Linked DNA regions of Hordeum vulgare: region 1 is linked to region 2. The links are chromatin contacts, called in public Hi-C maps. All regions are on one chromosome and are shown on one strand. The core of a region is the stretch at or near the end of the contact, and the rest is flanking DNA. Distances in the headings are between cores, read along the strand shown.

Region 1 (3,292 bases), core at 23-2,522, 670 kb before region 2:
ATCTTCCTCAGACAGCGCAACCACAACATCCTCATGCGCAAACTCAGATGAGACCCCAGACTCCACCAAACTACTCTGGTGGCTACCCACCCCACCAGCCATTGAACCCTTCCCCTGAAACAATGCCTGGCAGCGCCGCTATGCAAGGACCATACAACACCGTTCCTCCATCAGGTGGGACTCATTCTGAAGTGCAATATTCATACGGGGGACCTGGCATCCCGTCTCAGCCACCACCGCAGCACAGCATGCAAAGGCAGCAGCTACCTCCTCCAGGCCAGGGCTCTTTCGGGCCGGCTCCAAGTAAGGGGGCCTATCCTCCGCAGTATGCGCCACAAGGGCATCCGCAAGGTTACAACAACACACCGTATGGCGGCTATCCGCCGAGTGGTCCTTCTGCAGCCCAGGCACCACAGATGCCTCCAGGCGGTGGTGGTGTGAGCCATCCAGGGCCATCTCATCACCACATGATGCGGGGCCATCCATACGGGGATATGATCGAGAAGGCAATCACCATGGGGTACCCAAGGGACCAGGTGCTGAATGTGATCCAGAGGATGACCGAGAGCGGGCAGCAGATAGATTTCAATGCGTTGCTCGACAGGCTGAACGAGTCTGGGTCCGGAGCACCCCCTCGGGCGTGGTGATTTCCTCCAGGTCGCGAGGCAGGCCTGGTTCGCTGGAAGTGGAAGCCGTGTGCCACAGGGTGGTGTCGTTGTTATCCAAATCTAAATAAATAAGATCTGATGTGATGCGTCTACTGATTGTCCGTACAATGTACATATAAACATTACAGTATTTAGCTTGAATTTCATGTGCCTCCTGGCCCCTGCACGTGCACTGCACAGCCAACTCGTGTTTGCAACTGGACTTTCTAAAGCAAATTATTTGCAGCTATCTTGTCATTATGTGGCGTGTGCAATGTCAGGTCATGTTTGCTAGGTTTGAATTTTGTCTACAGTACTGTTTTGTCCACCATGTTGATGTGTTCAGTGTTGTCCTAATCTTACCCTAGTGTGCAATTGTACTCCAGTCTCCAGTGAATGGTACGCTCTTCCAGCTGGAGCCGCACCTTTTTCGTGCATGTATTTTTTTTACTACTTCCCAATATTGCCCAGCCTACGAAAATCACGAGAATATCTGGGAGCCTAACTTTCTATCCAGCTCGGAAACATATTTTTTATCTAAATATTTGTTGTTAGAAAGAACTAATGTAAATTTTTTAGCTACAAGTATTATGCTATAGAGGGAGTAGATTGGAGAGGCAGAAGAGAATTGATGAGACAGATGGGACTTGTGCAGCGACCGTTTAGGAGAGAATAACCAAGCTCCCGAGTGACGGCCCGGCCCCATCCAAGAGCATCTCCTCTCCTCTCCCCCGCGGCGGACGACAAGGGGAGAAACGTCTCAAATGCGCTAGCGGCAGCCGATTCGTGAGAAGCCGAGGCACAACAACGGCAGCGGGAAGGGAGATCGAGGAGCAACAAACGCCTGCTCCCGCTCCAGCTCGAAAAGGGGTAATGAATCCATCTCGATTGCTCCGGCGATTCCTCCTCCTCCTTCCTCCATGGCCGCGTTCATAAATTCCTCCCCAATCCCACCTATACGGGCATATTCGTTCCTCAGCTTTCTCCCTCTCATCAGCTGTGAAGAAGAAGAAGAGGAAGATTGAGCCGCAGCGCCGGAAGCCAAGGGTCTCGACGGAGACGGAGACGGCGGGCGGCCGCCCCTCGCCGCCGCTCGATCGATCAGGTGACACTTCCAAATCCTCCCCCCCGCGAGCACCTCGGTGCCAGAATTCACTCCCCCCCGTAGGCCGCCGTTAGCAGTCAGCAGTCGCGGCGGTTTTCCCAAGCTCGAACGGGTCGCGCCGTCGCCCGAGCCGAGCGGGGCGGACCAGGGGTGGGGGGCGCTCAGTCAGTGGCAGTCCCGTAGTTTTCTCCCGCTGATGCCGTTGCCGCTCGCCTCGCCTCGCCTCGCCTCGTGGGCCTCACCAGGCGGCGACTGACGAGTTTATCCCCTGGAACTGGAAATATCGCCCATAGCCTCTTGCTGGTCACCGGGGCCCACGTCTCAGCGTCGTTCAGGAGCTAGCCCGTATCGCGCTGATGTGGTGGCACATGGCCGCCTCTGATGGGACTGAGACGTGGCGGGTCCGCCCACGAGGGGCGCGCGCGGGGGGCCCGCTTGCCATTCTTGTTGATGCGGCTGCGTGCGTCCCCTCGCGGCGTGCGTTGCATCTTTTTGCCATGGCGTCAAGCCACGGAGAGGACGCAAGCAAAGCAACACCGTGGGGCTGGTGTCACTCACCAGCAGTAACGTCTACTACTAGTTTAGAGGCCACGGGTTCAAATTTACAGCACACCGTAGGGTGGGGTTTTGTCCTAGTTCATCTTTAGCGATCTTCTCATTTTTTATTTTCCAACATTTTTTTTTTGATCTATTCATCATCTCTAGAAGGAAATGCTAGAAATAATAGAAAACACATCCAGGGTAGCAGATCACCCGGCGACGGCTACGAGCACCTTTAGCCGTTGGGTGTTTGTGCAGAAAGAGGCAGCGAACGAGATCTAGTTTTTTTTCCCCTTTCATCACTAGAAATAACAAAAAAAGAAGACGTGCTTTCAGCCCAGGATTTACGAAAGGCAAATTGGAGCCCCTTTTCGCTTTGACGGGAATGTGGGGAGGTCTCACTGGTAGCTCGCTAGTGCGGCGCAACACAAACAGCGACGGGTGAAAGCAAAACAGAAAGCGTGTTAGTAGAGGCTTTAAACACAAGGAGCTAGCAAAAAATCATGCCCCAAAAAACAAGTGTCACGGCGACGACAGGTTCACCCCAAAAGCAGCTGCTGGCCATCGGTGATCTTTGGGATTTTGTTCTGCCTTTTTCTCTCCTCTGGATTTCTTCAGCCTTGCGATGTCGATTCACGTTATTATTCTTACAAAATTTTAATGAGATATACCGGTTAAAGCTCGAGGTTTAAGATGTGGTGCCTGCTTGCTGTACCCCCTGTGAACGCGGTCTCTGGTTGTTTCAGTGGCAACCAAGGGGGGACACCGCACGTGAGCGGCATGTAGCCAAATGTTTCCAATTGCGGGATAGGAGCAAACAAAAAAGCCTGATGGATTCTTATGCCATATGGCTCCAAATCTCCCGATATTAAAAGCCGCTGTGCTTTCTCACCCACAATTCAAAAGTTGTCACGCCTCTAGTCCTTTTCTCGCTCATCTCATCTCATCTGCTGCCTATATTTGGTCATCGAAACCAAAAGTTATGTACGCGAATCCAGAC
Region 2 (3,630 bases), core at 647-3,146:
AAGGGGTTGTTTGTAAATATGCGCGAAAAAACGGTCCGGTGTGCCATATAGAAGGACTGCGGGTTAATTACTTGAAAAGACAGGGACTTTTCTGTAAAAAAAACCACGACGGACAACAGAAGCGCTCGGCGCTTTATTATTACTAGCAAAATGGCCCGTGCGTTGCCACGAAAAAAAAACATAATCTCCAATGATGATGAACATATTATGTTCACATATCATCACTTGGTTTAGAAATTTTGTACACAAATGCAAGAAAATGTTTCTTCTCTTAAATTTATTCACAAGTTGAAGCAATTTTTACATTTTCAAAAATCTTGGTAACTCAAAGATTTTTTCTGAATCTCAAGATTTTTTTCAGAAAACATACAATAATAATCCGATGCATCCAACACTTAATTCTTCAAAATTCACACAGGTATATTGTCACATAGACTTACAAGCATTAATGTTTAACTACATACATTACATCTTTCGTGAACAATTTTATAAATATGGAAACAATTTTAAAATCGAAAATACTTTTTACAATTTACAAACATTTACTAAAAATCGTGAATATTTTTTATATTTCGAACGGGTTTAAATATTTTATTTTGAATTGGCGACCAATTCAAGAAAAGACGAACATAATTTTTGGTGTTGGAGGATTTTATTTAAATTCACAAACATTTTTTGAAACGCATGAAATTTTCTGAATAAACAAACTTTTTTATAAATCAGTAATATATTTATTAAATTCATGGACATTGTTTTGGAATTTGAAAAAAAATCCGGCACTTTTTTGAATCCTATTTTTAATTCAAAATAAAAATTCGTCAGCATTTTAATTCAAAATTCCTATTTTTTAGTATGCAATAGTTTTTGTAATTCTAAATTATTTAAATTATAAATAAACAAAAATGGAACGGAAAATTTTAAATAAAAAACGAAACTATCAAAACAGGCATTAGCTATTTCTAAAATATTAGGATATTTTTTAAATGCATTAACATATTTTGAATTAGAAAGCATTTTGTTAAATGCCTTTAATAATTTTTAATACATGGAATTGTATTTGAGATCATGGACTTTTCTTATTGTACAAATAGTTTTCTAAAATTGCAAACATTTTATTGTATATGCGAGTATTTTTTAGAAAACTCCGAGCAGTTTTTGAAGTCACAGACATTTTAATTTTTGAAATGTGTTGACTTATAATTTTCAGTTTATTAAAATTTTAAAGATTATTTGAAGTTCTAAATTATTTAAAATAAAAAATAGAACGGAACTAAAAATAGATAAATAAATAGAACTAAAAGCAGACGCGTGTGCATGGGCTGGCTCATACGATGTGTTGGATATTCTCCCAGCGTGCAGAGCGTAATATAGGACATTTTTACATGGGCCGGCCCATGTCAAGATTTTTTGCTTTATGAAACGTTTTCTATTACTTACCGATGGCATGATGAGTAATTTATGCAAATTTTAAGGGTAATTTTTAAGACGGTCGATCAGAAACCGTATTTGCTTTATTATTCGGAAGAGATGAATCGATAGTTTCTAGGGGAAAAGAAGACATCTCTCGTTTTTCTTCTACCGAAAATCGTGCACACAACTGGAAAAAAAACATGGTGCACATTTTATGCTCGAAGAAAAACCATACGAAACGCACTGGAGCCAAACGTCTTGTCAGTTGTCACTGAGAAAAAAGCGGCTAGTAGCAACGTAGGCAATCACGACAAGCAGGCTATATTCCCCACTGACGGACGGACTGCTGTGGCTTTTTCAGTTTTCCACCTTTTTGGATGGAAAAAAGGAGAAACGGATAAGTACCATTTGACTATCTTGCCACGCTATTCGCCCTGCCCCTCATCATAATGGTACAAGTAACGCCTAGTTTAACGACTCCTCCGCATCGTTAGTGGCCTCCTCGATCGCAGGCTGAGACTCGCGCAACCTTCTCCCGTCCCATATTAAACTCGCCCCATCCCATCTAGGGTTTGGCCCTCCCAAGACAACAAGACCCCCCAACCCCCCTGTATCCCTCTCCCAACTCTTATCTGTATCCCTCTCCATGGCCACGGCGGCGGCGGCGGCGAAGCGGAAGCCGGTGTTCGTCAAGGTGGACCAGCTCAAGCCCGTCACCAGCGGCCACACGCTCGTCGCTAAGGTGCTCAGCTCCAAGACCGTCCTCCAGAAGGCCCGCGCCACTGGCGGCCCCGGCCCAGCGGCCAAGCCCACCAGGATCGCCGAGTGCCTCATCGGCGACGAGACCGGCTGCGTCCTCTTCACCGCCCGCAACGACCAGGGTACGATCTGCTCTCCCGCTTCTCTGTCGTACTCTAATATCTTTTTTTGTGTGTGTGGCGTCATGCGCGAGTACTCGTCACCGATACATTGACTTTGACATGAGATTCTCGCGCTCTGCATACAACCTGGATTCGCACATGAAAGTACCGTATTGTGCTTTTTTAATCAGTTATATTCATACTACTTATAATGGAGGATTGTGTATGCGGCAGAACACATAAAGTGTATTATGGTCTTAACAATCAGATTGTGAAAAACTGAAGATCTATATCAAAACAAATACAGAATACATCCAAGTGGCAACTGAACTTTGAAATTGTAGATGTCTTGTAAAAAGTGTACTCCATCATGCACTACTCTGTATATTTGTGCAAGTCTGGTTGGCTGTTTTTTTGTTAAATTCCATCGTGCTACTCCCTCTCTCTCTCTATATATATATATGAATATATCTTATCGAAAGCCCTTTGTGCACTGGAGTTCACCTAGGCCCATTTGCCAATCAATTGGTATGGGTCTCATTAGCTTTGAGATTGGTTGATTGTTGTTACTCCCTCCGTCCGAAAATACTTGTCCGGGAGATGGATGTATCTAGGTGTATTTTAGTTCTAGATAAATTCATTTATATTCAAGTTTTGAGGCAAGTAATTCTAGATGGAGGGATTACATTATATGGTTATAAGGTAGATGATGGTTCAAAAGAGTGTAAAATCGATTCACACTATGCTTTAATCATATTGATTTTGTATTATCTGCATCATGTTTTCCTGCTTATTACTCTGTATATTGTTACTTATGGCAACAAGCGTTGATGCATTATGCATAATTAAATGATCATATGACAAATCTACTTTGTATGCTTAGGAACAAGAAAAATTAAATCCTTACATAATATATTCCTTTAAAGCTTTACTGAAATTTGTTGATCCTTAACTCATTTGCTCGGGCACAAATGCTCTATCATAAATGCATGATTACGTGGTTGGTTTGATATACATTTGTTACTTGGGCGATATAACAATCATATACCTTTTCACAGTTGATGTGTTGAAGCCTGGCAACACTGTCATTATCCGCAATGCAAAGATTGATATGTTCAAAGGGTCAATGAGGCTTGCTGTTGACAAATGGGGCCGTGTTGAAGTAACTGAACCAGCAAGCTTTGGTGTAAAGGAGGACAATAATCTTTCACTTGTGGAGTATGAACTTGTCAATGTTGAAGAGTGAAAATCACATCGACCTTGCTGTCAATCAGAAGAAGTGCTTTCCAAAGCCTGTTGGTCAAATCTACCTGTTGAGTTGTCTAGAATGTGAAAGATGGATCTTCTGAGTTCATATTGG

The links. A called contact is a pair of places that touch in the nucleus more often than the background predicts.
Region 1: a contact with region 2 is called in a Hi-C map of leaf, with 2.7 times the contacts expected there. The contact joins the promoter of LOC123444436 here to the promoter of LOC123444435 in region 2. A contact is called at or near these places in 2 of 6 Hi-C or Micro-C datasets (leaf and seedling) and 1 of 1 datasets of contacts at active chromatin or transcription factors (embryo).

The regions. Positions count from the first base shown.
Region 1 is chr3H:489,961,081-489,964,372 of MorexV3_pseudomolecules_assembly, reverse strand. LOC123444436 (callose synthase 11-like) reads left to right here and starts at 1,272. Exons shown (of 4, transcript XM_045121144.1): 1 at 1,272-1,517; 2 at 1,645-1,752. LOC123444437 (protein enabled) reads left to right here. Exons shown (of 3, transcript XM_045121145.1): 3 at 1-908. The coding sequence ends at 647.
Region 2 is chr3H:489,293,067-489,296,696 of MorexV3_pseudomolecules_assembly, reverse strand. It overlaps LOC123444435, which reads left to right and starts at 1,896. Exons shown (of 2, transcript XM_045121143.1): 1 at 1,896-2,291; 2 at 3,329-3,630. The coding sequence starts at 2,057. The coding sequence ends at 3,516. It overlaps LOC123440259 (a long non-coding RNA gene), which reads right to left and starts at 197. Exons shown (of 2, transcript XR_006630305.1): 1 at 1-197.